Regions from separate parts of the Mus musculus genome. Here all the other regions are linked to region 2. The links are chromatin contacts, called in public Hi-C, HiCAR-type and Micro-C maps. All regions are on one chromosome and are shown on one strand. The core of a region is the stretch at or near the end of the contact, and the rest is flanking DNA. Distances in the headings are between cores, read along the strand shown.

Region 1 (3,098 bases), core at 145-2,644, 2.0 Mb before region 2:
GGAGGGGGCCACGAGCAGAGGATGATGGAGATAATTATTGTTTTAACAACCTCTTGGAGACTGCGTCAGCTTTTAAGTCTCTTTTCCATTCATGATCTGATTTGATTCCATTCGCTTTCTCATTCACTCTTTCGTTTATTCAGCAAATATTTACTGATCATCTTCTATGTGCCTGGCATCATTATAAGAACTAGAAAGGATTAAAAAGAGGGCTGGGCATATAAGAGCAATTTAAAAGCAGATCTCTCTCTCTCTCCCCCCCCCCCCCCCCCCGTGGGTGTGAGTGTAACACATTCCTTTGAGAGAAATCGGTTAACCCACACCTCAGGTTTTCTACCCTTAAAGCATAGAAACATGAAACAATTGTTAGAATATCAATAGTGTCAAACACTGGACAAGGGTCTTTTTTTTTTTTTTTTTTTTTTTTTTTTTTCCAAGACAGGGTTTCTCTGTGTAGCCCTGGCTGTCCTGGAACTCACTCTGTAGACCAGACTGGCTTCAAACTCAGAAATCCACCTGCCTCTGTCTCCCGAGTGCTGGAATTAAAGGGGTGCATCACCACTGCCCGGCAACAAGAGTCTTTAAAAACCTTCTGTCACTGTATGAATAAGTATTATTCAACAACTTGTTAGTTGTTGCATTCATTCAGTAAACATGTAGACATGTTAGGTCCTTAAATTATTTCATATGTTAGCTGAGTATGAAATCTGTGTGATCCTAAATAGCCAACCACTTGTCTGAGGCTGTTTCCTCATCTAAAAACAATGCCAACAATGGCTTCTATGTATCTATGTGTCCATGTGTCCATGTATCCAATGATGTCTGCCATTTGGGAGAAAGTGGGTCAGGAGAAATAGAGACTGTGGTATTTAGGGCAATTTCTTGGTCCTCGTTGTTCTTAGCAGTATTTCTATTTCTGTGACATCTCCTCTGTGATATCCAGTTCAGTGTTCGCACACCTGGGGTCCAGAAGCGTCTATTGCTTTTCTTTCAGAGAGGAGCAGATAAAATGAGCCAGTGGGGCAGGGAAGGACTGCATGCTGACATGTGATCAAGCCATGACCTGAGTCCTCTGACTTCTACTGACCCTGATCTCTGGCCTTTGGAGGCATTTGGGCCACAGATTTGTTCAGGGATTCTTTCTGACCTGGGTGTTCTGCAAGGGCAAAAGCAAAGAACGTCTGGTCCTCTTCTCCAAGGGCAGAGGCTGGCAAGCCAGAGTATACGCAAAGAGGACCCTCAGGAGCTCCTGTGAGGGCTGGAAGCCCCGGCGACAGGAACGGGTGTTGAAGAGAGGGGCGTAGGGGGTGGTGTTTTGAGAGGCAGGGTTCTTAGGTTAATCATCTCCATGGCTCAGATAAGACCCTGCCAACTGGAAGCAAATTATTGGGGCCAGAACAGATTGCGTGAGTGCAGAGGCAGGCGGGTTGGAGAGTCTGCAGTGTGGGACCATGCCAAGCACCAAGCGGTATCAGCATGTGATCGAGACCCCTGAGCCTGGGGAATGGGAGGTAAGGTTCTTTCTCCATTTCAGCCTTCTCTTCTGATTCCTAAAATACTGTTAAGTTTGGACTGGCCTCAGCTCTGGACTTCTACTCCCTCTTCTATTTTTTTTTTTTTTTCTTTTGCTACACGGTCTAGCCCAGGCTGGCCTCAAACTTGCTATGTATCTGAGGATAGCCTTGAACTCCTGATCCCTTTGTTGCAGCTTCACTTTCCAAATGCCTGAATTGCAGGCACACTTACCATGATAGGCACCTTTCCCCTTACCTTTCCTTATGATCTTCCTTTCCTAATAGGCTCAGAACATCACATGAAGACTAAGTTTTTAGTATGTGAATGGTGTGTGCCTTATGTGTGCATGTATGTGCACAAGTCGGTGTGTGTGAAGTATGTGAATCTAAGCCAAACACTGGGCCTCCTGCCACTCCCACCTCCAGTCCAGCAGGCATAAGGCAGACTTTGGCTTTCTGTCCCTACCCTTGTGTGTCTCTAGTTGTCAGGGTATGAAGCAGCTGTGCCAATCACAGAGAAGTCCAACCCACTGACCCGGAACTTGGACAAAGCAGATGCAGAGAAAATTGTTCAACTGCTGGGGCAGTGTGATGCTGAGATATTCCAGGAGGAGGGGCAAATCATGCCCACCTACCAGGTGACCCACAGTCAAATCTCAGACACTGCAAATAAAGATGTCAAGTCGGCCACACTTCCACCTCTACCCTCCTGATACAGGAAATCCTGATCCCTCTCCTTCAATCTCAATCCATCATCTTCCATTTCTTCCTCCCCTCCCCATTCCCATTTTTAAAATTTATTTATCTGTTTTGTGATGTGGAAGGATTTGTTCCATGAGGAAATGTGTGGAAGTCAGAGGACAACTTTTGGGAATCAGTCTGTCCTTTCACCATGTGGGTCCCTGGGATTAAACTCAGATCATCAGACTTGGCCACAATCCTCTTAACTCACTGAGTCATCTCACTGCCTTTCTCTCACCTCTACCCCCCCACCCCATTTCTCCATCCTGATTCCTGTCCACTCTCTACAGCGACTGTACAGTGAGTCAGTTCTGACCACCATGTTGCAAGTGGCTGGCAAGGTCCAGGAAGTGCTGAAGGTACAAATTCCCCACCTGCTTCTCATCCATCCAAACACTTCTGTTCCCTCCAACTTCCTCCTTCCCGGGTCTCCACTTCTTGTTTTTATAAATCTCAGTTCTTTATTCTTTTAGTCTTCCCTTTGGATATTTTTTGTTGTTTTAGTCACTGATAATAGTTATGACAGCTACCAGATGGATACTACTTTATCAGCAGCAGTGCATTTCCTTTGAAAATATTATTATTTTTTAAATGTTTATGGCTGTTTTGGCTGCATGTATGTCTGTGTACCACGTGTGTACCTGGTGCCCTTGGAAGGCAGGAAAGGATCACAGATGATTGTGAGCTGCCATGGGGTCCTCTGAAAGGGCAGCCAGTGTGTTCATGGCGGAGCCATCTCTCCATCCTCAGCAATGCACTTCCACACTCTGTACATCCACAAAACCCAGTAAAGTTGGTATTATTATCTTTTTTTTTTTTTAAGTTCTCTTTCCAGACCAGAAA
Region 2 (3,113 bases), core at 185-2,684:
AAGGCTGTCCTGCTGATTTCTGGAAGGCAATGGGCTGGGCCTGCCCTCCCTACCCCATGGGAAATTTGGACTATAACCCTGCTGGTTTGGGTGCAGAGCCTCTTCCTACAAAAGTGTGTGTGTGTGTGTGTGTGTGTGTGTGTGTATACACATGAGCCTCCAGGGAGTTCAGCTCTGAAGAGGTGCAGTGTAGGGGAGGAGTACCCACCACCAGTCCAGGATGAAGGCAGGCCTGGAGGGCCTTACCCCGCCACACCCTGAAACAAACTGACAGGATCTGCAAAATGGCCTTGTGTGATAAGAGGTATAGTGGGCCATCACAGGGCGCCTCCCTTTTTCCCTCCTGCCTACAGTTCCTTATTTCCTGCTGGCAGCACACGCTGCGAGGATTCATCCCCTGCCAGCTTTCAGGCTATAAGGAAGAAGGCAGTGCCCTTGTGAGAACAGAGCTGGGGGTCAAGCCGTGTGGTCATTAAAGTGGAAGCGCCAAAGAGAGGGACACTGTAGGGCACTTGGACGGTGGGCAAAAGGCTCCTCCCTAATCCGAAACCTCTCGGCTGCCCCGCCCGAAGGTGGGGTCGTCTTCGCTGCGCGTGCGCCAGGCTACGCGGCCAGGGAACGCAGCCAAGGAAGGACTGCCCTCCACAGGCAGGACCCCTGTGGCTTAAGGACTTTCATAAATGAATAAAAAAAAACGTAAGTGGTCCAAATCCAGGTGCCAAGCTGAGCATCACTAAGTCGACCAGAGGGGTGATAGGCATGTAGGCCACCCATGTTCCCTCAGCGCCACCTCTAGAGACTACCCGCTCCCGGATCTGCCGACCCGAGGCCCATGCGGAATCCGCAGGCTCGTCACTCCGGGAACACCTAGGTCCCGGCTGGGTGTCCACGAGAAGGATCCTCGCGGGACCCCGGGCCAGGAAGACAGGCCCGGCTCGGTCACAGTCTGGGTCGCACCACCACAGGCCCCTTTGTCACCTGCGCGGGTCGCGAGCGGGCATCGGAAAATAGGGACGCGCACGCGCGTGCAGCAGTTCGCGCATGCGCATCACCCGTTGGCCTCCTGGGTTTCTCCCCCCCAACCAGGCGCGCGCGCAGCGAGCGCGCACGCGCACTCGCACACAAAGCCAGCGCCGCGCGCGCCCGGCCGCCCCGCCCCCGCCCCTCCACCCCCCGCCCGCAGCCGGAAATGCGCGCGCGCGGCCTTACCCAGCGGCAGGCCCTTGTTGAGCAAGTGGGAGCTGCCCATTGAAAGGTGCGGGTGGCCGCGGGCCCCGATGAGTCCGGCGCTCTCCGCCGCCGCGAGCCCTGCGCCTGGGGCGGCTTCGGCGCAGTCTGCTACTCCGCCCGGCCGCCTGCGCCCGGCCACCGCCGTGCCGAGCCGCCACCGCGCCGCCAGCCGCGCTCCGACCGACGAGCGGGCGGGGACACGCGGCGCGCGCGCGCGGGCGTGGCCTCGGTTGGTCTGCTGTTTGCAGGCAAGGCGGCGCGCTGGACGTACGCGGGCGGCTCAGGGGCCCAGCTGCCCGCCGGCCCGACGCTCGGCCCCCACCCCCAGCGCCCCTCCCAGGCTGGATTCCCTTCCTGGACACGCCCCCAGCTGTACCCGCCCCCGGCCTCCCCTCCCCTGCGCGTACCCCGGACTGCGCCCCTGCCACTCCTTGGCGCGGTGACCTGGGCCGGAGCCTGAGTGGTGAAGCAGCCCATCCGCGTGGGGCGCTACCAGTCTAGTCGCCGGGGCCTCAAGAGGACAGCGAGAGCGGTTCACTCGGCCCCTTGTGCGCTAGAGCTGGGGCCGCGGACCCAGGACCCAGGAGCTGGACAGCGCCCCAGCCAGGGAAAGTGATCTGTGCGCAGGGACAGATGCCCGCTGGCCACCCCAGAGTAAGCGACTGACTGTTGGTGGGACTGTCAGACAGGCGTAGCGAGGGATACCGCTTAGCTGTTAAAAAAAATAAAAATAAAAAAAAATAAAATAAAATAAAATAATAATAATAATTAATAATAATAATAATAATAACATCACGGGAACAGTCCAAACTGAAGGATGCTGAAGGCCATATGGTTACGAGTTTTGAAAATCAAATCTTTGAGAAAGGTGGGCAGTATCAATGAGGGATGACAAGGGCCTGGGCATCTGTTTACAGAAAAAATGCTTTGAAAATACCTTCCAATTCCATCTATTGGCAGACATGGATGGAGAAAAAGATCTAACAGGTGGAGTCTCAAACCTGCTACAGTATTTCCTAAATAGACTGAGGGCTAGGGGGGAAAGCCAGCAGATGTACACTTTCCCTTAATCCCCACCCCTATCCTGGACTGTCTCTCCTGGTCTGTTCCAGTTTTCTCGAGCTGCAGGTGACTCCCTACAGATCCATCCAAAGGGCTCCTCCCAGTTGTTCCATCCTAACATAGCAACTCCATGGCAGAGTGACACCTCCTATTCCTTCTCAGGCTGCCCAAATTCCCACTTTTTCTTGCACATTGTGACTAGGACCACCACATCACTCCATCCTTGTGAGGGATTATATCAGGGCTTGTATAAAAACCCTTAGGGCTCAAAAGATGGCCTAATAGGCCATCACTTGAAAGAGGCACATTGGACTTGCAAACTTTATATGCCCCAGTACAGGGGAACGCCAGGGCCAAAAAGGGGGAGTGGGTGGGTAGGAGAGTGGGGGGGGTGTGGGTATTGGGGACTTTTGGTATAGCATTGGAAATGTAAATGTGCTAAATACCTAATAAAAAAATGGAAAAAAAAAAAAGAAAAAAAAAACCCTTAGGGCCTCCCAGGAAACCTCGGAAACCTCCCAGGAAGCCTCGGAAACCCAGGCTTCTTGTCACCATCACACTGGCTTGGACTCCTACTCCAGGGATGGTCCCTGCAGGCAGGAGTCTGCTCCTGCGGATGTGAGGTAGAAAGCCACTAGGTAGAGATGTGGAGATGCACAGGTGGTTCTGAACATGCCCATCCTAAGAGACCCTATGACCTTAGGATTGCCCAAAGGCACCTGTAAGCACTTGCTCCTGAGAGAGCATCTGGTGTCTGTTGGGCCACATTCACCCTCACTCCACTCTGTTCAGCATTGCTCAAGGTCTGAAGTCCTGAGCCA
Region 3 (2,824 bases), core at 8-2,507, 1.7 Mb before region 2:
AGATTTTGAAGATTTGGATTCAAGACCTAGACTTTCCACTAATAACTGGAACAGCCTTGGCCAAGTTAGTTATTCTTATCCTTGGATTCCTCACATGGAAATGGAAATACAGCATTGCTGAGAAGATCACTTAAGACAACAACAACAACAACAACAACAACAACAACAACAACAACAACAGGCCAGAGAGGATTGCTTAGCCACTATGAATATTTGTTGCTCTTGTATGGGAGTAGGGTTTGCTTTCCAGTACCCACATGGTGGCTCACAACTATCATAACACTCTGGTTCCAGATTTGAAGCATGATGCTAAACTTCTCAGGTACCAGGCACACAAGTGGTACACAAATATACAAGCAAGCAAAACACTCAGGCGTAAAAATAAATTATAATATAGGGAGAGTCATTATAAACACACAAATTAAGCAAAACAACAGCAAAAATAATAAAATCCTGATTATTAATTGGGAGATGAAGTTACCAGTGAGGTCCCTGGTGGTGGAGTTAGGACTTCTTGCACAGGCATAAAAATATTGCTGGGCAAATGGTAGATCAGAGTACAATATCCAGAGACTACCCCACCCGGGGATCCATCCCATAATCAGCCATCAAACCCAGACACTATTGCATATGCCAGAAAGATTTTGCTGAAGGGACCCTGGTATAGCTGTCTCGTATGAGGCTATGCCAGTGCCTGGCAAATACAGAAGTGGATGCTCATAGTCATCTATAAGATGGAACATAGGGCCCCCAATGGAGAAGCTAGAGAAAGCACCCAAGGAGCTGAAGGGGTCTGCAACCCTATAGGTGGAACAACACTATGAACTAACCAGTACCCCCAGAGCTCGTATCTCTAGCTGCATATGTATCAGAAGATGGCCTAGTCGGCCATCACTGGGAAGAGAGGCCCCTTGGTATTGCAAACTTTATATGCCCCAGTACAGGGTGGGTAGGGGAGCATATAGGGAACTTTCGGGCTAGCATTTGAAATGTATATAAAGAAAATATATAATAAAATTAAAAAAAAAAAAAGATAGATCAGTGTCTCTTGGGAAAGGCTACATGTTTTGGAGCCAGGCAGATCTGGGTATTGTGATATTTGGCAGTATTATCTTTTGTATGGAGGGGGGGTCCTTCCCATAATACCACAAAATTCACTACCAATAAATCACTGAGTCAGAGACTGCCCGAACTTCAGGGGAGGGCGTGGCTTCTGTCCACTTCCTGAGCCTTCTACCGGAACCCGCGCATGCCCCGGAAGTAGTCGTTGAGCTCTTTAGGCGGGTCTCGGTGAGAATCGGTGGACCATGCTGCTCTCCGCTGTCTCTTGTAAGTCGGTCTGAGGCGGCGGCAGGGCCTGCGGCGTGGAGCCGAGGCGGTGACCCGCAGGTCCCGAGGTGGAGCCCGGAGGGGTGGAGGACCTGGCGCGGCGGCTGCCACCCCGCGGCGCGCCTCCGGGTCTGGTGAGAAGGCGGCGGGAGCCCCGTCGCCCTCTGCAGGGGTGTCCGAAGAATGTCTACTGGCCGCTGTGGTATTACCCCGCTGCCTGGCTCCTGGCTGACATCCTGATTAGAGTTAGCATCTCAGGCGACTTTGCTGCAGTCTGTAAAGTTCAAACAAGAGCTGTGTTGCAGTACAAATATTTACACTATAGAAGGGTGGGGATAGAGCAGATATTACTTAGAACGATGTTAAGATGGCAGACAACTGTTGATTATACCAAGACAACAACAACAACAAAACATTCATAATTGTGTGGGCCAGACTCACACCAGGAAAAAGTTATTTTAGTGTAAAGTGGGGAATACTTTTAAAGTGTTTTTGGTTACAACTAATGTTGATAAGCACTTCGAATGAAAAAAATAACAACCTTATCTTTTTTCTTTCTTCCAACCTTTACACACACAAGTTGCCAAGAGCAAGTCAAAGTAAGTAAGGTTTTTGTTTTATTGGCCCAGTGTTTGGGTTTGATCTCCCAAGAGTTGATCTGGGGTTATTTATTTGGTTAATTATTTTGTTGATGTGAGCACCTTGGGGGAAAAGTCCTTTGATGGTGCTACCATTGACAGTTCGATCCTGGGTTGCAGATACATAAGCTGAGAATGCATCTGATATACCAAAACCACAGATCATGTCGCTTAGCAACCCTGCTTCCTCTTCCCTTTGTGGCTGGTAGGAAGCCGAGGTACCCGTTACTAACTGGGGAAGAGAGCACAGTGGGAAATGTGGCCTCTTGCAAAGCAGTGCATTTGCACTGGGTAAACTGAGGATGTAAGTTGAGGACTGTGCTGTCTCCCTTCTGTCCCAGGGAGTATTCACAGCCTTTGTGTAAAGGAACTTTGCTTCTGGTCTCACCTCAGAATCTATTAGTTCATTGCTTTGCTCCTAAAGCAAGCATCAGGCTGGTGATCTGTTTGGCTCTACCTAACCAGAGCCATTTGCCTGAGTCTTCTGCAGGAATCTACAGATGAGCTCTGATTTGATGGAAACCTAGAGCCTGTTTATAGAAGTCAGTCCAAGCACTAGAAAGATTGCAGAGCTAAGCGTTAGGCAGCTGGAACTGAGAGGCTAGACCTGTGCCTTGCCTATGGGCCAGTCCATCTGTTCCATAATTTCAGCCCTAGGAGGCACAGACTTAGTGTCTTGTAGGGCTCCTCACAGAGTAAGTACCCCATAGAGACTTGTTGAATCCGTGTGACTGAATGGATAATTATGTTAATTATATAACCCTCTCTCCCCTCCAGTACTGGGCATTGAACCTAGGCCCATGCTGGGCACAAGCTCTCTTCCTGAATTCTGTTCAGCCTCATATTTGTTTTTCTAA
Region 4 (3,117 bases), core at 149-2,648, 1.8 Mb before region 2:
AATCCCTGCCAGAAAGTAACACAAGCCAGACAGTGGTGCCCAGAGAGGGCCTGAGTCAGGAAAGGAGAATCACTATCCATTTGGTATGGTACGTTGCTCACTGATCCTGGAGCTCATTAATTTGGCTAAGCTAGCTGGCCACTGAGCTCCAGGGATTCTCCCATCTCTAGCTCCCTAGCACTGGGATTATAGGCACAATCCACAATGCCTGGGCTTTTATGTGAGGGCAGGGGTCTGAATTCTGGCCCTTAAGTTTGTGCAGCAAGCACCTTACTAACTGAGCCCTCTCCACAGCCTGCACATGTCATAATAAAATGAGATATCTATGTATAGATATATACAAACTTTTTGTTCTTTAAGAGTTTTATCCACGGGGGCTGGTGAGATGGCTCAGCGGGTAAAAGCACCCGACTACTCTTCCGAAAGTCCGGAGTTCAAATCCCAGCAACCACATGGTGGCTCACAACCACCCATAATGAGATCTGACTCCCTCTTCTGGAGTGTCGGAAGACAGCTACAGTGTACTTACATATAATAAATAAATAAATCTTAAAAAAAAAAAAAAGAGTTTTATCCACTTTCCAAGAATGTCAACAAAACCCAGGGCCACCCTTGACTCCTAGCCCTTTACCTCACTCTTAAAGGGGACTTTTTAGGAGTTTTCTGGTTCCCTTGAGCCTTTGGTTCACCATCTTTTCTTCTTCCCTTGGACAAATAGCCATACAGATGAGCAAATAAGACATTGGTCACAGTCTCTGTCATACAGGGCTTTCCCTCATGAGGTTCGTCTCCCTTCCTCTACCCATATCTTCCGGTATTAATTATTCAGCCACACTTCAGCCACAAACGCTGTAAGGTTCTTTAGTCCCCTTTGCATTAGGCAATGATTGCCAGAAAATGTATCTTCCTCTGTTAAAGTACAGTATTCATGCTATCTTTCAAGTGTTACGCTAATTTTTACCTAATATTTTCTAGAACATAATGACGTTTAATTTTTTTCTTCTTCTTCTTAGACAATAAAATAAAAGGTAGAGCAACACCTTTGTTATAGGATCCTGACAGATCCTGGCTTGGGAATCCCACCTCATTACTCCCTTGGGGACACGAGCTTAACCCTTTCCGGGTCCTATCTCACTCCTGTCAACCCTTCCTGGTTCCCTACACTACCCCTCACTTGTGCAAAGCCACTATAGCATCAAAGTGACCCCTGCAAGTCAGATGCCAAAAGCCGGTCAGGCACCCACTGCAGTAGGTTCGAGCGGTTTGGATAGTCTGGCCAATCGCAACCCTAAACTCAGAGAGGCCGGATCGTTCGACCAATCGTAGCCCTGTACGCAAGAGGACGGATTTTCCTACCAATCGCAGCCCGGAATTCAGAGAGCCCGCAGGCCGCCGGGCGATCCCTGAGTGGTGGGCGTGGCTGAGGAAAGATGGCGGCGCCCGTGGCTCCATCCGAACCCCAGGCTTCCCGGGCTCCTCAGCCCCCCGTGTGTCTGTTGGTGTTGGGAATGGCGGGATCCGGGAAAACTACCTTTGTACAGGTGACGTGCACCGTGCAGAAGCGGTAGTGGCGCCTCAGGCCCGGGAAGAAGGGAGGAAGTTGTCTGGGGAATCTGCGGGTCCGGGCGCGTGGTTTTCTCGAGCTGTCCTCTGACTCCTTTCCTTCCCGAAGCCTCGAACCCTAGCCTGGGTCACTTGAGGCCGGCTCCTGGGCAACCTTAATGCACACTTGGTACAGCTGAACTTGTCTTGCTGCGAATTGGCAGCTTTCCGAAGGCCCGGGCCTAAAGAGTAGGGGAGTGTAACGTCTACTACTCTGGTTTGCGTGAAGAGTTGTGAAAGAATCACTTCGTTCGACCTACCACGTTCTAAGCTCTGAGAGTACAGCGGCAATGAGATCGACAGGGTTCTTGCTTTCACGGAGTGAGTGTTTTAGTGGAGGAGACAGAGGAAGAAAACCCTTGGAGGGGCAGAGTTAGCGAAGCCGTGACGGAGAATAGGGAGACAGGTACTGGAACTAGATGGCTTTTTAAACTCTTCAGTGTTGAACACGCTGAGGGAAGAAGGAGATTGTTACAGATTTTATAAGCATGGTCAGTAAAGGGATGGGAATTCTCGGGGCCCGTTCCTATCCTTTGGTCATCACCCTCCAACCCTGGCTCCTTGTTTTTGCAGAGGCTCACAGGACACCTGCACAACAAAGGCTGTCCACCGTATGTAATCAACCTGGACCCAGCTGTGCATGAAGTCCCCTTTCCCGCCAATATTGGTGAGTGCCTGCCTGCCTGCTTGCTTGATTTCCTTTTCTTGTCTTTTCTTTCTAAGCTAGCTAACTATGTACTTTTCTTTTCTGTGGATTTGCCTGAGTTCCGGAACAGGCTTCTTGCTTATGCAGATTTATCCCTCTTATGCACTATCCCCGCTCACCTCTCTCTCATGCCCTCGGTGTGTGAAACCGTTGAATTGGTTTGAGAATGAGACATGACATTAGGTCGGGCTGTCACCTGACACGTGAATCCTTTGGTTTCTTTTGTCAGAGTTTATAAGATTTGCTGTAATTCACTTTATAGGCAGGTTCCTTCCATTTCCAAAGTTGTGTGTGTGGGGTGTGTGTGTAAGAATATGCACTGTTCTGAGGAGAGCTTTCTGATTGAGACTATCAAAAAGATTTAAGTATTGGTGTGATCCAAGGGAGCCTGAGGCAGAATATTTAGAGTTCAGAGTCAGTCCGACTTGCATAGCCAGACCTCGTTTGGAAAAGAAAAGGTGGGCGTGGGGGTAGATTTGTTATCAAAGTGTCTGTGATCCACTAACAGGGCTCTTGGATGTCCAGGCTTCCTGACTCCTAGGCCTTAACTGTCAGGGCTAGGGTATGAAGCTTTCTTACCCCAAATACACAAATTGGGTAGGGAATCTTGTTTTGAGAATCATAGGTTAGGTCAGGCGGTGATGGCTCACGCCTTTAATCCTAGCACTCAGGAGGAAGACACAGGCAGATCAGTTCTAAGACTGCCAGGGCTACACAGAGAAACAAGAACAAACAACAACAACAACAAAAATCATTGATCATTTTGGGATTATAGGGCAACAAATTTTCTATTTAAACTAGAGGATAAA
Region 5 (2,962 bases), core at 20-2,519, 1.1 Mb after region 2:
ATGGTGGAGGCAAGCACTTCTATATCCTGTGCCCTCTAGGATACTAATGACACTTAAAAATTTCAACTCCATGCCAATGTGCCAAGAACAGAAGAAAGCAAAGTGGTTATGGAAGTAGGGAGGCATTCAACTGGACTCCTTAGATGAAATGGAGGGAAGGGGCGGTCCTGACACTGCCCACCTATGGAGTACTGAGGGAGATTTAGCCTGGCATCCTACTACACTTTAATATCAGAGCTATCCAAGACCTGTTTGGGTGAGGGACCTTCATTCTATTGGGAAGTTAGTCATTGAAACGGGGTTCATCACATTGGGCTGCTCAGGTTTGGGGTGAAAAATGGGTCAGAATTGCTGAATTGGGCCAGAATGACTAACTAGGAGGTAATAGGAGATGGTTCAGGAGCGCATGTCTGTATGTCGCAATGCTAATCTCAACAGATAGCACTTGGTTCCACTGATGGAATCAAAAATAGGTATGAACTGCGGGAAACCTTTGGTTTGGGTCCTTGTACCTATAGGCGATAAGCAGGGCGCCAAGGAACAAGGTTTCTAGGTAGTGGTCCAGACTTCTGTCCTGAACTAAAGTCCTCCTGGTATGTGGTGAATGGAAAGTGATGAATAGCATGGGCGATGGCCTGAGGAAGCGCTCCTTTAAGTATGGAGACTTTAAAGAGAAGCGAGGAAGGAGTGAGGCAGGCTCCTGCTTACTGCAGGCCTTGTCAGCGCAGATGCAGTGAATTACCAGTCGGCGGATGCCGGCCCTCTTTCCACTGGCCCTGGCATAGGCCAAGGTCACACAGCGACAGGTGAAAGGGGCACGCTCGAACCTGGACTGGGCCAAAGTCAGCAGGGCCCACTACGAGCAGGGCAAGAGCTTGGGTCTTTGGCAGGAGGCTGTACTAAAGGAACTGAGAGACCGCCAGAGTTGGAACTGCGAGACCCTCTTGGACCCCGCCCGCCTCCAGCTCCGTCCGTGCGCGGACTACAGATTCCACAGGGCCACGCGGCGCCGGACGTCACCCTAGGCACACCCTCTCCCCGCACGACTAACTGCGCGTGGCCCTACGGGAGTCGTGGTCCCGCCCCACACGCCCGGGCGGAGCCGCGGGCGGCTGGAACTACAGCTCCCGGCATGCCTCGCGCGTGGCGTCGGGGGCGGGGTCCCAGGCCAGGGGCGCGCCGCCCGGGAGGGCGGAGTGCGGGGGGCGGCCGCCCGCGCCCCTCCCCCTGCCGCTGCTTCCCCCCTCCCCCGACGTAAACTGGGATCCCTTTCCCCTTGTGTCCGCCATATTGGACTCTTAACTCTGGTCAGCGGCGGCACCGGGCCCGGTGGACTCGCGTCGCTCTCGCCAGCAGCTGCCCCTCAGATCCCGTCCGCCCCGCCCTCCCAGCCCGGGAGGAGACCCCGCGCCGCGCCCCCCGCCCGGCCGGCCGCAGCGCCCGCCGCCGCCTCCGCCTGCCCGCCGCTGCCGCCGCCGCCCGCGGCCCGGCGCCCGCCCGCGCCCCTTCCCCGCCCGCCGTCCTCCGTCCCTCACTCCCGCCATGAGCCCGGCCGACGCTAAGCGCGGAGCCAAGCGCCGGAAGAACAAGCGCGGCGGCGGCGGTGGCTCGGGTGGCGGCGGCTCGGGCGGCAAGGCCGGCTCGGCGGCGGCCCTGCGCGGCCCCCAGGCCCCGGGCCCCGGCGCGGCGGGCCTGCTGGGCGGCGCGGCGGCCCACGGGCCTCTGGGCGCGGGTGCGGGCGGTGCCGCCGGAGGCTACTTCGAGGTAAGCAGCAGGGGTCCGCGGGCGGGAGCGGCCGCCGCCCCCTCACGAGCGGCCGGGCGGGCGCGGCCGGCGGATAACGGGCCGGCGCCTGCCTAGCTGACAGCTCCTCCCGGGCGCGAGCGCGGCGGAGGGAGGGCGGCGCCGGCGGGACCCCCGAGGCACACCGACTGTGGCCTTGAAAAGTGCCCCCTAGAAGTTTCTGGGTACCGCCTGGCGCACCACGGGCGCGGCTGTCTTGCCCTCTGTGCCTGCTGCTGTAAGCTCTCGGGAGCCGCCGGGGTCTCTTTCCTCAGGAGTGTCAGCTGAGGATAGTCGCAAGGGTTGGGGTAACTATTTTTTCAGGTTTACTTACGCAGGCATGCTGTGGATGGACCGCTGTCTCTTTTATTCTGTTTCAGAAGATAGTGCTGGTACGTGGGATGCAGTTGGCATAATCGGTTCTATAGATTGGATTGGCCACCGAATGATTATGGGTTTCTCTCAAGTTGCGTTCTTGTAAGGTTGCTAAAACAAGTTATCTTCTTTTAAAAAGACATCCACAGTGAAGAAACCAAAGCTTTAAGGGGTATTTGTGTGCCAAGTCATGAGGCAGATTTTTTTTTTTTTTAATGAGATTCGGAATATTGTGTTGGCACAGTATGTATTGAGAGCAGTTGAGAAAATTGTTGGGGATGGGCATGGGTTTTGATGCTCATGTTGTTGCAAGAAAGTACAGTAATGGATAAATACTTAAGTTTTCCTTATTTGTTCCCGGTGTTCTCTGCAGTTTTGGTGCAACTTTGGGAGCTTTCTTCGCGGAGTATTGTTACATTTGTTTAGCATCTGGGGTTTGTCCTTGGGTTTGAGTTTCCAGAGTTTGGCCTTTTTCTTGACTCTGGACAGCTCTAGTTTAAAATGAGGTTGTGATTTTTCATTTTGGGACTTTGTGGGTCGCCTTTGCTTTTGCTGGAAGGGGAAGGTGGGAGGTTGGCCTGTTCGAAAGCTTTATAGAAAGGGTAATAGTGGTTGCTGGAGCTGGAAGTGAAGTACATCCATTTCTGTATGTACAGTGAAGACCAGCTGCTAACAAGGAGCCTTACTCCTCATACCTCGTGCTAGGTAGGATTGAGTAATTGCAACATAACATAGAATTACCTGAAATAACTTGCTTTTTGTAGCTCTTCAAACTCAGATTATGCATAATTTTGACAGAATTGTT
Region 6 (2,971 bases), core at 364-2,863, 1.2 Mb after region 2:
AAGGGCAATGCCTGTCAGGATATCCTTGAGACCCTTTTGGCCCCATGCTTCGCTCATGTCCTTTAGAGCCTCTAGTGTCTGTCCCACAGAACCCTGAACACCACCCCTCCTCAGAATTCCATCTTAGTCAAGCCTGGTGCCCCCACTGTTGTTGCTTGAATGAGAATGCCCCCACAGGTTCATATATTTGCATTTTTTCATCATCAGATAGTAGCACAATTTGAGAAGGAATAGGACATGTGGCCTTGTTGGAGGAACTGTGTCACTAGGGATGGGCTTTGAGGTTTCAAAAGCCCGCACCAGGCCTAGTGGACGTCTCTCTGCCAGTGGATCAGGATGTAGCTCTCAGCTACTTCTCCAGCACCAAGCTTGCCTGCAAGCTACCATACTCCCCACCATGATGATAATGGACTGACCCTCTGAAACTGTAAGCCAGCCCTCAATTAAATACTTTCTTTTATAAGAGTTGCCTTAGTCATGGTATCTCTTTAACGCAAATAAGGCAGTGATTAAAACAGCTACACACCCCTTTGGGACTAATATAATAATATTACTAATAATATGAGTACATATTGGAGAAGCTTACTACCAACAGAACCACGTGTTCGAGGCTACCTCAGAACATTATGCCCCACAAGATCCCTGCACTCCAGGATCCCTCACATTCCGCAGAACCCTGTCCCCCACAAAACTTCATGAGTAAGTTTCCCACAGCAGTACCCCTCAAAGTCGAGAGACCCAGGGGGTCTGTCCCAAATTAACCTCTATTACAAGTCCCTCAGAAGTGCTCATAACCTCAGCAGGACGTCAGGACTTGGTACTCCTCAAACAGTCACACCCCTACCACCCTGTTGCTCACCAGAACCCCGAGCCCCAGAGACTCCTGCTCACCTCTGGCATATCCCCTGAGCCTACGAATGAATCCCGAACTGCTCAATACCCTGAACTACCCAGACTCTTACCTTCAGACCCTAATCCAACAGGATTACCTGCGCCTCTGATCCCCACGCCCTTCAGACCCTGAAACCTCAGGACCCACTAGTCTCAGGATCTCGTATCCCTCATAACCCAGCTCCTTTCAAACCCCAGCGCACCCCTAAACCACTATGCTCAGACCTCGAGCTCTTCAGACCCGCACCTCGAGCTTCATATCCTCGCGACCCTCAAGACCTCGCGCATCTCTGGACTCCACGTCACTCGCTCCAACAAGTTCCCCAGGCCGCCTTGCGCAGCAGCTCCCGCCCGCCCCGCACCTGCCGCAGCTGGGTCTCCGAAGCGCCTTCCTCCTGTCGTCGCAGCTGCTCACGGAAGCGCTCCACCTGATCCAGAAGTGCGTCCACGAGTGACGGCGCCGTGTGCCCTTCCAGAGCCGCGAGGCGGGTGCGGAGGCTCGCGATGAGGGCGTCACGCGCGGCCAGCTGATCCTTCAGGCGCTGTAGTTGCTGGCCGGCCTCGTGGTACAGGCCACAGAGCGCTGCGGCCGCACGCGGGGCCCCGTCCTGTCTACCAGACCTTGGGTCCCCAGACGACATGGCTGTAGGCCTTCCGTGGGGACTTGGGCGTCTCCAACTTCTCCACACAGGGGGAGCGAAAACCAGCCTTCCCGGAACGTTTCCCGCCCCGCCCACTCCCAGAGCCTAATCCGCCCCCGCCCACAGCTGGCTCCGCCTCGTCCATGGCCCGGAGTCTGACTCCGCCCCGCCTACAGCTGGCTCCGCCTCTCCCACTGCCGGGAGTCTGACTCCGTCCCCTCCCACAGCTGGTCCCTCCTACTCTATGATCTCACTTTCTCTTGACACACCAGCTCCATTCTAGGTGCTGTCTGCTCTATTCCCTGCGTCTGAGGAATTTTCCTGGAGTCAGACCCCATCTGCGACCAGGGTTTGGGGTTAGGTATCCTCTGGTACAGCAGCTGAAGAAAAGCAAATAAATCAAAGGACTTCAAACATGGGACGTAGAGTGTGGTCAGGTTTCATTGGCTGGGCTCCTTCCTCTTCCGGGACTTGACATGCGTTTCTTCATAGAGGGACACTGACCCAGAAAGGTGTTCCCATCCAGAGTACATGATGGAGCCCAGAGCCAGCCACCAAACCCCAGCATGCCCCTAAATTCGCGTTAGGATGGCCTTAGCGCTAGAAGCTGTTCTAGCAGAAGACAAGAGGGTGCCCACCCTTTCCTTCCCACAGTTTCCATATGAACACTGTTTTTCCACTGGGAAGTCTCTCCTCCGTGAGAATCTTTCAATGGCTCATTGCTAAGATCTCATGGAGGTCCCCTCCCTATGTGAGGATGTGTGTCTCCTTTTCTGCTCAGTCTTCTACTCTCAATACCCTGTCTGCTCACAGGCAAGCTCTGGTTGAGCCTGCAGGAACACACTCACTTGCAAGTATAAAACTATAAGCAAAGCCAGACCTCGCCAAGAATGTATGGGATGGATACTGGGAGTCACAGACCTGGCTCACTTATGTTCAGTTCCTTCTTAGCCCTTCCAGCCCAAAACTTCTGCTCAGAAAAGATGGGTCACAGTTGCTTCCTTCCCTACCTGGTAGGGGTGTTGTGGAACTAGAGAATGAGTGCGTATTTCTTTTCTATTAGTGTGACAAAATGCCAGGACCAAGGCAGCGTATAGAAGAAGCATTACTTGGGATAAAGGGTCAGATGTTTAAAGCTGATAGCTCACATCTTGATTACAAATCAGGAAGCAGAGGGCAAGCTGAAACCTCAGAATCTCTCTGCCCATAATGGCACAGCTCTTCCAACAGGCCATACTTTGAAATCCTTTCTAACCTTACATGAGTCACCAACTGGGGACCAAGTATCCAAACATGAGTCTATGGGAGCTGTTCTCATCCAAACTTCCATGATTAAATGATTGTCCAGCACAGTCATTGCTATGGTCATGCAGGGTCATCTTGATTGACTGAGGCAGTTGTGGGATGAAGGGGAAGTGGGTGTGGGAGTGGATATCACA
Region 7 (3,274 bases), core at 314-2,813, 1.1 Mb before region 2:
AAAAAAAAAACAAGCGCGCGCGCGCGCACACACACACACACACACACACACACACAACACACACACACACAAAAAGGGGAAGCAGTGGGCAGCCAGGCTCCGAGTGAAAAATGGGCAGGCCAGCCCCGCCTGGCGACGCCGCGCCGCACCCCGCCAAGACCCGGCCGCAGGGTGGCGCGGGTGCCCGGTGCGCCCAGGACGCCCGCTGTACCGGGCGGCGCCGCTGAGGGTGCGGACGACTGCGCACGGCCGCGCCCTCCCCGCGAGCAGCTCTGCGCGCCGGGCTCTCTGCCTCGCGGTGGCGCCGCACTGAGCCGCCCGTCTCGTCTTCAGGGCTGCGATTTTTTTTTTTTTTTTTTTTTTTTCCTTTTCTAAAACCCGGAGCCCAGGCCGGCGCGGCCGCTTTCGGGGCCCCGCCCCGCGCCCCTTCCTTTTGGTTGGGGATGGAGGGGAGGAGGTAGGGAGGCCAGGGCGCAGGCGGGAGCAGGCGAGGGAATCCCTCTCCCTCCACGTCACCCGAAGGCGAGGAAACCCGCATTCGCGTCCTCTAACGCAAATGACCATCTTTGGCAACGTGCGCCAATGGAACAGACCAAGGGCGCTGCGCCCCAGGGGGGGTGGAGGAGTTCGGCGAGAACGCGGGCGGCCTCGGCGCCCCCGTAGTGCGAGGGCCGCGCTCTCCCACCCTCCCCGCCTCCCGCCTTCCTCGCGCGGGGTCTGTGGCTGGCGTCAGCGCGACCGCGAGCGAGGCCGGGAGGGGAGCGCCCCGCCCGCCTTCTCCCCTCCCCTCCCGCGCCTCTTCCTCCTCCTCCTTGTCCCAGGCCTCCTCCCCCGCCGCCTCGAGCGCTCCTCCCAGCAAGGTGGAGTCTAAGGTTGACGTGAGTGGATCCACATGGTGCGGGGCTGGAGAATAAAGAGTGTGGAGTTGAACTCGTGCCATTGTAGTGACTCATCTCGGGCAGAGCGCAGGGGCTCGAAGCGAGACAGTGAGCGGCGCTCGGCAGGGACAGAGAGAGAGAAAGAGAGCGAGCGCAAGAAAGAGGGGGAGAGAGGGGAGGGCGAAGCGAGGCGAGAAGCGCGAGGCTTGGCAGGTCCTGGAGCCAGCACGGGGTGCAGGTCACTGCGACGCGGAGCCACGTCCCTCTCAGCACCGCTCAGCCTAGAATCCCACGGGCGCTGTCCCACCGGCGCGATCGGGGCCGCTGGACCGGCGCTCACCGCCTTGTCCTAAGTCAAGTGTCCGAGTCGCCGGGAAACTCAGGCGGCGAGTTGGCCACAGGAAGTTTATTCTCGGGCTCCTTTTCTAAAAGGAGGAAACAGAAGTTTCTCCCAACCGGCAGCTTTTCTTTTTCGCCTTTTTGGCGCCCTGAGAGATCGGGGAGGGAGTCCCCCAGAGCTGCCAAGCGACACCCGCGGGGCTCCTAGTCTTTTTGCGTTGCCCATTTTTCTCCAGCCCGTGGGTCCCGGCAGAGCTCCGGCTGCGCGCGGGGGCGGAAGGGCGCGCGCAGGGGAGGGACCGAGGGACGCGCCGACTTTTTAGAGGGAGGGACTCGGTGGACAACCGGTTCCGCGGAGCTTGCAGAGCAGAAACGAAGTGCGGTGCGCGGCGATCGGGGGGGTCACTTCCCGAGTGTCGCTGCCTCCTGTCTGCCTTGGTTAGGGGACATCCCGGGAGCGAAAAGCCCAGCCCGTGGCCGGGCCGGTGGACCAGCGAGCGCGCAGCAGACTGTGCGCGGCCGCGGCGAGGGCGGGGAAGAAAACCACCCTGTTTCCTCTCCGGCCCCCACCGCGGATCATGTACCAGGATTATCCCGGGAACTTTGACACCTCGTCCCGGGGCAGCAGCGGCTCTCCTGCGCACGCCGAGTCCTACTCCAGCGGTGGCGGCGGCCAGCAGGTACGTGCGGGCCGGGGTGCACCTGGCGGCGCGGGCAGACTCCTACCCTCTTCTTGCTCCCACTGCCTCCACCCCCAACCTCCTTCTTTTCCCTTTCCTAGCCAGGCTAGAAAAATACTTCACCGCTGTAAGTTGTGGGTTTCTTTTCTTTTCTTTTTCTTTTTTTTTTTCCTGTTCCGCCCTACCCACTCTCCACTTTTCTTTTTCTTTTTCTTTTCTTTTCTTTTCTTTTTTTTTAAGCAAGTGGAGAGTGGGCTTGAAGAGCCAACGACACCCTCTCCCCCTTTTCGTACTTAATTTTCCAGAAAAGCTCTTGAAATTACAGGTCCCCTCCGGGAAGCCTGTTGCCTCCTTCCGAGCCGCTCTCCCTCCCTTTTCACGTTCCTCTTTCTAGGTAGTGGATAGGCAAGAAAATTTTTGCGCCCCCTAAGCCCCTCCCAGCCGTCAAGGACCCTACGGGGGGGGGCGGGGGGGAAGGCTTTTTAACCCTTTCTTCTTCTGTTATTCTTCGGTCTTAGCTGTTTTCTGAAAGGGATTGGGGACTCAAAAACAAAGCTGGGCTCCTTCAAGTGTTTGGGAGTGAGGGCGAGGGTTGCCCCTGGGAATTAGGTGCGAAGGTCAGGAAGGAAGAAGCTGGCTTTGATTGGCTCTTGACACCTCCTGTGACACCCCCCCTCCAGCTTCCGGTAAGGGTTGGGCAGGAGCCTGTACTTCCCCCCCCCCCCAGCAGAACTTTGAGGGGCTTGGGGGTACCTGGGGCAAAGAAGCTGTCAGAGAGAAGTGGGAGAAAGAGACACATCGCTTGAGCTCCTGAGTGGATTTAGAAGTAGAAAAACATCTCTTTCTAAAGCAGCCAGACTGGTTTGCACTGAAGGATTGTGCCTGTAATCTGTGTCTTTGTAGGTACCAGACAGGTATTGGTGGGGCGGTAGGGGTGGTAGGGTACCTGGCCTGTGTCGCAGGAACCACAAACACCATCTTGTGAGGGAATTGCATGAACTCAAAAGGTCCTCTGCCACCTGAAGCCCACCTTGGCAAGCATCTGGGAGTTCCTAGCCAAGCTGGCTGCAGCCAGAGTTACTCCATAAGCCAATAGCCATGGCCTTGACTTTGACCTTTAGAAGTCAACCAGATAGGAGGTCAGGGGTCTTCCAGGGAAGGGTGGAGTGAGCTGGGAAATATAATAAAAATATGGCTTTCTTTGTAATCTGACAAGAGGGGCACCTCTCTCAAAGTAATGTTCCATATCTGGGGAGTCCTTCTAAATGACTTTTCTGTGTCTAGCTCCTCCCAAGCCCCATACCTACTAAGCACCCACTGTAGACAGCCTGGTCTGAGCATTGAGGGTCCAGTCAGTGGACCCTTTCTTACTACTGA

Evidence for each region. Hi-C and Micro-C count contacts between places; a contact is called where the count stands out from the background. HiCAR-type assays count read pairs that join an accessible place to other places.
Region 1: a HiCAR-type map of astrocytes shows a contact between it and region 2, with 7 times the contacts expected there. The contact joins the promoter of Gckr here to the promoter of Ctbp1 in region 2. A contact is called at or near these places in 2 of 39 promoter capture datasets (hippocampal neurons and liver), 1 of 484 Hi-C or Micro-C datasets (B cells), 2 of 115 datasets of contacts at active chromatin or transcription factors (astrocytes and embryonic forebrain) and 1 of 9 other capture datasets (adipose tissue).
Region 3: a contact with region 2 is called in a Hi-C map of B cells, with 5 read pairs. The contact joins the promoter of Mrpl33 here to the promoter of Ctbp1 in region 2. A contact is called at or near these places in 2 of 39 promoter capture datasets (embryonic stem cells and liver) and 1 of 484 Hi-C or Micro-C datasets (B cells).
Region 4: a HiCAR-type map of astrocytes shows a contact between it and region 2, with 5 times the contacts expected there. The contact joins the promoter of Gpn1 here to the promoter of Ctbp1 in region 2. A contact is called at or near these places in 2 of 39 promoter capture datasets (hippocampal neurons and liver) and 1 of 115 datasets of contacts at active chromatin or transcription factors (astrocytes).
Region 5: a contact with region 2 is called in a Hi-C map of B cells, with 6 read pairs. The contact joins the promoter of Fam193a here to the promoter of Ctbp1 in region 2. A contact is called at or near these places in 1 of 39 promoter capture datasets (pre-B cells) and 1 of 484 Hi-C or Micro-C datasets (B cells).
Region 6: a contact with region 2 is called in a Hi-C map of B cells, with 8 read pairs. The contact joins the promoter of Tnip2 here to the promoter of Ctbp1 in region 2. A contact is called at or near these places in 3 of 39 promoter capture datasets (liver and neutrophils) and 1 of 484 Hi-C or Micro-C datasets (B cells).
Region 7: a contact with region 2 is called in a Micro-C map of embryonic stem cells, with 6 times the contacts expected there. The contact joins the promoter of Fosl2 here to the promoter of Ctbp1 in region 2.

The regions. Positions count from the first base shown.
Region 1 is chr5:31,296,169-31,299,266 of GRCm38.p6, forward strand. Gckr (glucokinase regulatory protein) reads left to right here and starts at 1,395. Exons shown (of 19, transcript NM_001374741.1): 1 at 1,395-1,511; 2 at 1,997-2,152; 3 at 2,546-2,614. The coding sequence starts at 1,452.
Region 2 is chr5:33,273,570-33,276,682 of GRCm38.p6, forward strand. Ctbp1 (C-terminal binding protein 1) reads right to left here and starts at 1,435. Exons shown (of 10, transcript NM_001198861.1): 1 at 1,210-1,435.
Region 3 is chr5:31,612,694-31,615,517 of GRCm38.p6, forward strand. It overlaps Mrpl33 (mitochondrial ribosomal protein L33), which reads left to right and starts at 1,258. Exons shown (of 4, transcript NM_025796.3): 1 at 1,258-1,329; 2 at 1,910-1,928. The coding sequence starts at 1,308. The region is part of intron 2 of Gm38424 (a long non-coding RNA gene); the gene reads left to right.
Region 4 is chr5:31,493,343-31,496,459 of GRCm38.p6, forward strand. It overlaps Gpn1 (GPN-loop GTPase 1), which reads left to right and starts at 1,399. Exons shown (of 14, transcript NM_133756.5): 1 at 1,399-1,541; 2 at 2,176-2,269. The coding sequence starts at 1,431.
Region 5 is chr5:34,368,664-34,371,625 of GRCm38.p6, forward strand. Fam193a (family with sequence homology 193, member A) reads left to right here and starts at 1,270. Exons shown (of 21, transcript NM_001243123.1): 1 at 1,270-1,764. The coding sequence starts at 1,543.
Region 6 is chr5:34,512,366-34,515,336 of GRCm38.p6, forward strand. Tnip2 (TNFAIP3 interacting protein 2) reads right to left here and starts at 1,614. Exons shown (of 6, transcript NM_139064.2): 1 at 1,254-1,614. The coding sequence starts at 1,532.
Region 7 is chr5:32,134,909-32,138,182 of GRCm38.p6, forward strand. Fosl2 (fos-like antigen 2) reads left to right here and starts at 1,564. Exons shown (of 4, transcript NM_008037.4): 1 at 1,564-1,897. The coding sequence starts at 1,796.